2 separate regions of the Hordeum vulgare genome follow, and region 1 is linked to region 2. The links are chromatin contacts, called in public Hi-C maps. All regions are on one chromosome and are shown on one strand. The core of a region is the stretch at or near the end of the contact, and the rest is flanking DNA. Distances in the headings are between cores, read along the strand shown. Region 1 holds the start of LOC123400085. Region 2 holds the start of LOC123398610.

Evidence for each region. Hi-C and Micro-C count contacts between places; a contact is called where the count stands out from the background.
Region 1: a contact with region 2 is called in a Hi-C map of seedling, with 2.0 times the contacts expected there. The contact joins the promoter of LOC123400085 here to the promoter of LOC123398610 in region 2. A contact is called at or near these places in 2 of 6 Hi-C or Micro-C datasets (leaf and seedling).

The regions. Positions count from the first base shown.
Region 1 is chr5H:367,340,442-367,345,304 of MorexV3_pseudomolecules_assembly, reverse strand. It overlaps LOC123400085, which reads right to left and starts at 2,985. Exons shown (of 18, transcript XM_045094489.1): 1 at 2,359-2,985; 2 at 1,677-1,904; 3 at 997-1,187; 4 at 734-893; 5 at 1-60. The coding sequence starts at 2,649.
Region 2 is chr5H:367,022,622-367,026,982 of MorexV3_pseudomolecules_assembly, reverse strand. LOC123398610 reads right to left here and starts at 3,000. Exons shown (of 2, transcript XM_045093065.1): 1 at 1,564-3,000. The coding sequence starts at 2,924. The coding sequence ends at 1,569.

The sequences.
Region 1 (4,863 bases), core at 1,736-4,235, 320 kb before region 2:
TACCATAAACCCATGAGTAGAAGGTACAATGCCATCCAATGCGGCCAACCTTGACCTAATCTGAACCAAAATAAATGGGAACTCAACATTTGAATGGTATCTACTTTAGAAATAGACATAATCAATGTCACAGAGTGATCAATTAATGCTACAGTATAACAAATTAATCATGCATACATCTAGCATATAATCTATCTGAAATCCTATGAAATTTCAGAGTAGTCTTACAAGCAGCTTCTAAAATTGAATAAGTAATGAAATTACCAGTATAAGCAAAATCACGTTTTAAATGTTTAAATTATGATTTAGTACAAGAAAAAACTAACTTTATTTTATATTGTGTGAACAGATAATTACAAAGCTGTGACTTGACATTATCAGAATACTGAGTGTCAGCAAAGGAAACATTACAACTTTACGAGTCACGCCCTGATACGGAGTTACTGACACATGTTCCTTAGTGCCACTGTATCTACAACGGAAATTACTATTCATGGAAGAACTGAGTACAGATTTCATAATCTCAACCCTGTATATTATAGAAATGGTCGTCTTCTAAAATTTGTGAGAAATTTGCAGTATCCAAGTGAATCACATACAGCAAATAAGCAGTCATAGATCTTAGATACTTACAAACAAGGCAATCTTGTTATCAAAGAAAATAATGCAGACATAATAATATGTGCATAGGATTAAGTGATTAACTATAATATACCAGCAGCAAAAACAATACCTGATAATCATGGATGCCGCCTGATATGGAGACAACTACTACATTTGAGAGTTTTGGACGGCTTGTATGTGATACTCCTTTCTTGTATCCTTTTCTCCATTCTTCATTGACATGGGAGAAAAAATGACCCAAGGACGGCTGCAGAGCAACAGGAGGATACCTGGATAAGCAATCATTTTATGTCATGAGTAACACTTCACTTGCCCACCGAGTCAGAAGCGACACAGGACACAGAAAATTCCAGAGAGAGAGAGAGAGAGTACTGGTGTGGGCTGGAGAGCGTCAGTATAGTTTCAACAGCTGATTTCCTTAAGCCTGGGTGGACAAGAGCTGCTCGAGCCACAAAACCACCCATTGAATGTCCAACTAGCATAACATTTGATGGCAAGTTACCAGTAGAACGAACACCATCCTTCGATCGTGCTAAATGAGATTCTTTGTATTGATCAAGGATCTACAAAGCACAGAACAAATATGCTATGAACATATTCAATGAAACATATTGGGGAATAATAAGAACTAGCGTGTTCTACTTCACAGGAACAAAATATGGAAATAGGAAACTGTGTGGATTTGTTTACAAGAGCACAATCATATCGGGCATTCTAAAATTCAATACAGTGGAATTGTCCTGATAATAGAAGTTCTACATTTTGCAGTTACTCCCTCGTTTCTTTTTCCAGGGCGTATTTGATTGGTTAAGACAAGGTTTTGGCCAGCAATTACTTTCACAAAATGTTGTTTATGTGATACAAATCAAATGACATCAATCTTATGTTATAGAAATTGCATACAAATGGAGTAACTGTTGGTCAAAGAGTTGTCTTAACCAATCAAAATACACTATATTGTGCAACACAGGGAGAATAACTTATGACTGAAGGGGCCATTGCACTCTATGCTAAGTGCCTAAGATCATATCTTACAAGTTAGAGTTGGTTACCCTATGGATGGCATAGACAACATATTCAGTATGCTCCTCAAGTATGCGACCATCCATTGCAGAGTGTTCTCCTTCAAGATCAACAGTAAACCAATCCAGAATACGGCCATATTGTGATGGAAGGGAAGAATCTTCCAGTTCAGATGCACTAGATGGTTCCCGATAAAAGGAGGGCTCAAGTGGGCCGTTTTGATATGCTCGAGAAGATTCTGCAGCAAATGAGCGAACCTGGATGCATAGCATGATAAGAAGAAGAAAGAATGGCAATATCATCAGTACAGCGACGACAAAATAAGCAAAATTACAAGTCAGACAACTTGTTATTATTGGGCATCTCTCAGTCAGTACTACGCATTCAGTTGGACTATCTTTCCGAAATGGCATCCATGTCCTTCCCCGCTGAAATGCGGGTCAACGTATTGTTCCCAGAGTAAGGTTACGAATGAATAAATTAAATATATGATAGCAAGGTGCAAAAAATAAAGAATATGCAATTCTATTCCATTTCTAATCTATCGGTGCCATACGTGGCTTTTTTAATCCAGTACAAGTTTAATCTTAGCTCTTTACGACTCATGAGTCATGAGGCACCGTTCGTGTTCAAAGTTTAGTAGCATATCATCATGTAATTTTGCAGTCTATAAGTGAGGACATGTAAAACAATCGTGAAAGGGGCCTTCACCTGCTTGTAGCTTCCGCCGTTGCCGGGAATGAAAAGCACGGGCACGCCATCGAGCTTGCGGACGCGCTCCTCGAAGTCGATCTCCTTCCACCCCTCGTGGTACAGGAACAGGCCGTACCTGTCGGAGGAGACGTTGTTGGGGGCGTGGATGGGGATGTAGGTCGGGTACATGTAGGTCATATGGCACCCGTTTGGCGCCGGGCGCACCAGCCTGTTGAGGGCCACGAGCGTGATCCAGGCGGAGAAGAAGACCACGGCGCCCAGCCTGCAGTTGCCGCCGAACCCAGCCATGCCGTGCGTGGATCGATCGAATCCTGGTCTCGCTCACGAGCTTGGCATGGAGCCGCGGAGAAGGGCGAGATTCGAGCGGATACGGGGAGGCTCTGGATCGGAAGAGGGGATCTCGGGGTAGGGATCCGGTGGAGGCCTGCGGAGGCCGGTGGTTCCCCCGCCAAATGTTATGTTACGACGCGCGCGAGGGGTCTCCGGGGAGGATGAGGCGGGGTCGGGGCGGGATCAGGGGGAGGTGTGGTGGGAGAATGGCGGGCGGAGATTTGGAGGAGACGAGGCGGCGAGATGGGCAATTTGGGGGGAAACGATGGGAGGTGCGGCCGCTTTGGTTGAATGGAGTTGGAACCTACTGTAGGGCCTATCGGCAGTGGCTTGTCGGATCTGGAGCCACTTTCTGTTTTCGGAGGATACAAGATTGACACTCCACACGCTGTGCTGTTTGTTTATTTCGTAGCTTCTCTAGAAGAAAAAAATTAGGGCTGTGCTTTTTTTTCTCGGTTGAAAAAAGCTGTATTCCGTAGGATCAGAGTTTTTTTGGGACCATAGGATCAGAGTTGCATGCAGCTGGCAAAAGCTCATCGATACAAAATAGGTAATTTTTTAGCCAACAAGCAGTGCTACACTCTAATCATTTTTCTGTGTGAATGAAACAGCATGGTTTTTTCAATGAAAAAAAAAAGTTAATAATGGAAAAGAAAGTCACAAAAAGACACAACAAACCGGAAGGATTCCAAAATCTTTGTAAAGAGGCCTCTTGAAAAAAAAATGAAATAATCCCTCAAGGTCATGCAAACCACGGTTACATCGTTCTTCTCTAGAAACCGTCGTCGGAGCACTATAGAGAAAACCGAGGTTTTAAATTGTAGCACCCAAGGACGAGGAAGCACCACCGCACCAAATGCTTTATGAACCGATTAAGCAACCTGTCACGAACGGCGAGATTGAATACCTCGTGCGATGTATACATGGTTGCCTTGGATATGATCGCAAATATTACATATGCGTATATATTTGAGGTAATTTCTGATAAAAGTTATGCAATAATTTATTTATATGTTATACAAAATAAAAGTACTTCACCCCTTTTTGTTTCATACCTAAGCTATCGGACACTTGTACAATCCACGTTTGAAGATAAGGGAAAAAGAAACATTTAGGTGTTGTTCAAGAAGTTCTCTCGTGTCATTTTTAGCCTAAGAGAAGGTAGAATCCAACAGTATCACGTTTTATATTCAGATTCAGACTGCATAGACATACATGTCTCAAAAGCAAGAACTTTTGCATCCGAACTCCGGATTGGGTGATTCTTTTTTTGTTCGAAAGTAGATTTCATGTACTTTTCAACCCAATTGAATTCATCTTCAAATAAATACGCATATGCAATATTTGTGATCATATCAAGGTAGCCATGTCTTCATCATTGTGGCTCATCGGCGAAGATCTTATCCATGCCCCTCGAACCCCAGTACCTTTCGCCATCAACCGACATAGTTGGAAAAGAAATGCAAGCCCCTCAATCGTCGTTCTCAAACCTGGATCTATTTAACCATCCTTCTATGAAAGTCGTTGACGTCACAAATTGAAGAAGCAGCGTTCGTCGACTCCCAAACGACATCGCAACGGAGCTGAGATTGGAGGAGAAAAGGTGACCGGCATGCGGTCACCTTCGTCGCCTTGCCGACCACGCAATGACGAACAAATTCTATGGGTGCGCAACACCATCAATAACGCGTGATCCCGGGTTATCTGTCGTCACCACGGACACTGTAGTGGTTGAGAATCTAGAGAAGCTTTATTCTAACGTGACGCTGCCACCATCACCAATATAGCGTCCCCAAGAAACCTATTCATATATGTATGTACAAGTCGGGCTCGAACCGGTGTTCCACCTTCCTCTCGACGTTGGAGCAACACACGGAGAGCGAGGGAACTCGCGGCCTCGTCGGCGGTTACCTGGGGGAAACTCTCGCCTTCCTTTGCCTTTTTATATAAAAGAGGGGTAGAGAACAATATCTCTAAATTTTCGTCAAACGACAATGTAATCTAGTGTTACGCGTGGTAAGCAACTCAAACTTGATAAATCTCTAGTTATCACCTACCTTGTTCTATATTGTCGTGTCATTGTGCTCCCCGCTATGTATAACACTCATTGTACCATTTTTCTTGATGCTCGATATACTTCACTTGATAAAATGTTCAGTAGTGCACAACAAG
Region 2 (4,361 bases), core at 1,751-4,250:
TCATTTATCCCCAATACACTAGGTAGTGGTAGTGTATTGGGTATTGAGAAAAATGCACTATAAATTGGGAATTTGAGGGGAAATGTGGGGATGAAATATGTCAAATACACTAGAACCAAATGGTGTTATGGGATATGTGGGGATTGAGGGGTTTGACGGGGATAATCCCCATAAATTCCCAAAAATAAACTAGTACCAAACAAAGCCTAAAGATTTTTCTTTTAAAGAGTTGTCTAAAAGGTTGCACCAATTCAGACAAACTGACAATTACCGTATTATGGAAAGAAAACTGAATAAGATGTGCTATCTTCTACTTCCTCTATACCTAAATACTTGTAGTTGGGGAGAACTAGTCCAGTTCTCCCCAACTACAAATATTTAGGTACAGAAGGAGTAGGCAAGAGGTAGCCAAATCATCAATTGATTTCATGCAGCGAGGAGTACGAGGTACTTCACCAATAATCGTATGCATGTTTGAAACGAGTAATATCCTTTCTGGATTTCTTTGGTCTTCTAAATGACCAAATGCAATACTACAAAATACTCCCTCCGTCCCAAAATTTTTGTCTTAGATTTGTCTAGAAATGAATGTATCTAAATATTAAAGCGTGACTAGATACATTCATATCTAGACAAATCTAAGACAACAATTTTGGGACGGAGGGAGTACATTAATATTAGGATTCATGAACAGAAGATAAGAGAAAGTAGAGGTGACATTGGGCGTCATAGTTAGGAACTTAATGTTAATAATAAGGACCATCTCCCAACCCAGTACCACAAGAAACATATGTAAGAGTAAGAAACGCATTAAGATGGTGATTTCCCAGTAATATAATTCATGAACAGAAGCTAAAAGACCCAATATGAAACTTGCACCAAGCTTGTGAAAGAAGCTCACTACAACTCCCAGCATAAAAAGAAATCTGCACTTTGGAAATCTGAGGTAACCTAAAAGATGTTTTTATAACAAATCAAAATGAGCAAGGAAATCAGCATGAGCGGCCAGTTAAAAGTACAAAATTGCAATGTCAGAATAAACTTTACAATCCATGAACAACATAGTTACCAATGTAAACATTATGCTGGTCCTGGTGCCAAAATTACGTCGCGTGTACTGAATAAAACCAGTTCTAGGACAGTCATATCATGGGATCAGTATCCATTGGAAGCATACCAGGATATTGTGCAAGAAAAATTCAGAAATTGTAGCCGGGGAACATTCTGAATGTGAAATACGGCAGAACAGGATAATGAACATGTGTAGAGACTAGAGACCATACAAAACAAATTATGGAAATATCAAGCGTGTCATTATCTCTACAACCAACAGCACTTGTGATGAAAACTTGTAAGACAGACTTAATTATTGAATGCCCCCCAAATTCTTGTCATTTGGAGCATAACCACCTCAATATCCTACCTATCTTGCAAGAAGAACTAGTCCCTATAACCATGCAAATCCTAGAAAGGCTGGATACATTTGCGCCCACTCCAAAAGTAATGCACTTACTCATGGTGTTATTATGTAAAAAAAGAGCAGGCTTGGTGCGGGAGTATTACCGAAATCAGTGCTCTGGAGCGAGGAAGGCGGGCGGCCATGCCAGGAAGTAGGCGAACATGGGGTGCCCATATTCCTTGCCACGTTTCGTGGCCAGGCGCTCCAGCTTGCCGGTGCAGATATCGTACGAGTAGCGCCCGAACCCCCAGGTCTTGATGAACACCTTCCCCGTGCGAGCGGTGTCCATGTCGCTGGGCCAGACGCAAACAGTCCGTTCGCAGGGCATGCCAGGAACCATATCGATGTCGGTGGGCTTGCGAGTGCCAGGAATCATGTCGTCCGTCTCACTGGGCATGCCAGGAATCATGTCGCACAGCGTGCTCAACTCCGCGACACTCTTCTCCATAAGCCAACCGTTGTCGCTCCACCTGCCCATCCCGCGCACCCACAGCTGCAGCTGCTCCTCGCCGTCGGTCACCAAGCAAAGGCGCCCATCCGGCGTCTCCCCGACGCGGAACTTGCACACAGTTAACGGGTCGATAGTCAGCGCGCGCGGCCCCTGCAGGTAGGAGAACCTGAGTGTGGCAGGGTCCAGCACGAGCATGCGCGGAGAGTTGCAGATGTGCCAGTATATCTTCCCGCATGCGCGCACGCCGCGGTTCTCGAACAACCAGGGATTGAAGTCGACGTTGGCCTCCTCGTCCCGCGGGAGCGCGCGCCAGCTGCAGTCGCCGTTGGTGACGGACGCGACCCAGGCGCGAGGGCGGCCCTCCTCGATGGCGAAGCAGACAGCCTCGAAGCAGAGCTTGCTCGGGTGAGCGCGGGAGAGCAGCGCGGAGCCGATGTAGTACCTCGATTTGCGCCAGCGGCGGTCATCGCGCACCGTCTCGCGGCGCGGGGGCGGAAGGACCGTGCGGCGGCGGTTGGACGGGTCGAGGACGAGGAAGCGGGGTATGGCCCCCTTGTCCTTGGGTATCTCGTCGGACGACTCGAAAAGCAGGAGGCCTTGAAGCGAGTCGAAGAGGAGGAAGCGGAAGGCGTCCGGAGCGAAGTCGAGGGTGAGGCGCGGGGAGGCGGCATCGAGGGGAGCGAACAAGGCGGGGGTGTCGAGGAGCTTGGTGTCCCGGCCGGGGAACGGGGGAGGGGGGTGGGTTGGGTGGTGGAAGTAGCCGAGGAGAGGAGGGGCGCGAGGGAGGCAGCGGGCGGCCAGGCGGCGCCAGCGGTGGCATGCGAGTGCGGCCCGGAGGAGGTCGGCGAGGGAGAGACGGCGGAGAATGTTGGAGATGTCCAACTCGGTGAGGACATCGATGGAGGTCGCCGCCGCCTCCGTAGCCTGTGGCTCCACCGGCGGCGGGGGAGGAAGCGAGGTGGAGGAAGGTGGCGCTTTTTTGGTTTTGGTCTTCCCTTTGTTCTTCCCCGCCATCGCTGGAGTTGCAGGAGGGTTCGAGAGAGGGACCGGACTGGTGGACTGGCTTTTAGCAGGATAGAATGGAGGACTACCGGCATGTTTGGTTTGTATAGAAGGGCATATCCAATCCTCGTGCCGCCCGCCTGTCCGTGCGGAGAGATGCACGATTTTACCGTAGGCTGGGTGTTGGGTTAGGCTGTTTTCAATGCAAAGGTGTTAAAATGTGGTGCTAAAAGCATTAAATAGCTTAGCAACTTACTACACTTGTTGTTGCTAAGCTCACTCTATTTAATGATTTAGCACCTAAGCTCTCTCATGCATTGGTCATATTCTTTCATTTAAATGGTTTGTCTAGGTTCCGTGTATGGCTTTGGTTCTTTGTGGAGTCACCAAAGTGTTCTCTTTCCTCCTTAATTGCTATGTCATGTCATTTTTTTTGCTTATGTGGCATGCTTAGTAAAGCACTGGGAAGGGCCTTAGAGCTATAAGATAGTTGTTGGTAAACTTTGCCACCTAGAATATATGATGATGTGGTAATAAATAAATGAAGAGAGAGAAAAGTTATATGTAGATTAACCAACAGCTTTTACACAAGCTTCAAGGTTACATAAAGAGCAATTGCATTTATTCCCTCTTCTCCTATTGGATAACTTGGATGCAATCATTAGAATAGTTGTATGATCCCTTGTTGGTTGGTGACATGAACAATTTTACCAACAAGACTACATACAAACAATTTAAGATGCTCTTATCCAGAATTTCAGGTCGGGTTATTTGGGTTTTAAATTTCAGGTTCCGACATTAGTGCAATTCCAGCGCCCTGATCCAAACGAACAACGTTTTTGTCTGTTTTTTGTTTTTTTATCGATTGTTCGCCTGTCCATATCTTCTTTTTAAAATGGGTCAGTCAATGTATCCAACGGGAAGCAAATGGACGGCAGTAGTGTGGTAGTAAAATAATAAGAGAAAAATGAGAAAGGGTGGGTCAGCGAATTAAATAAGTAGAGAGGGTTGAGTGGGTGGATGGATGACAAGTGGGTCAGGCCGGACATAGACGGACGACGCACACACAGAAAACCTCCGCTTTGTGTCCGACTACGACCCAAGCGCGATCCGAATTTACGTCAGAAATAGGTCGCGTCCGTGTTTTGGGTTTGGGTCGACGCGTTGGACCTCCATTTTTGTTCGCGCTGACCCAAATAAACGCAAACGGACGATTTGGATCGTTGCGTTGGAATTGCTCTTACATAACCAAAATTGTTCCAAAAATAATAATACCCAACATTTTGGGTATGCGAAAATTCGGGTTCGAGTTCGCGTTTACCCGAATTATCCGAATAGGAGCAGCGAAGTGCAGAGGAAGGAGGGAATCACCATGCAGGTGACATTGAGTGAGGTCAGTGAAACGAGGGGGGCATGTATTGCGGCGGCCAATGTTGAGGATATCGCTTA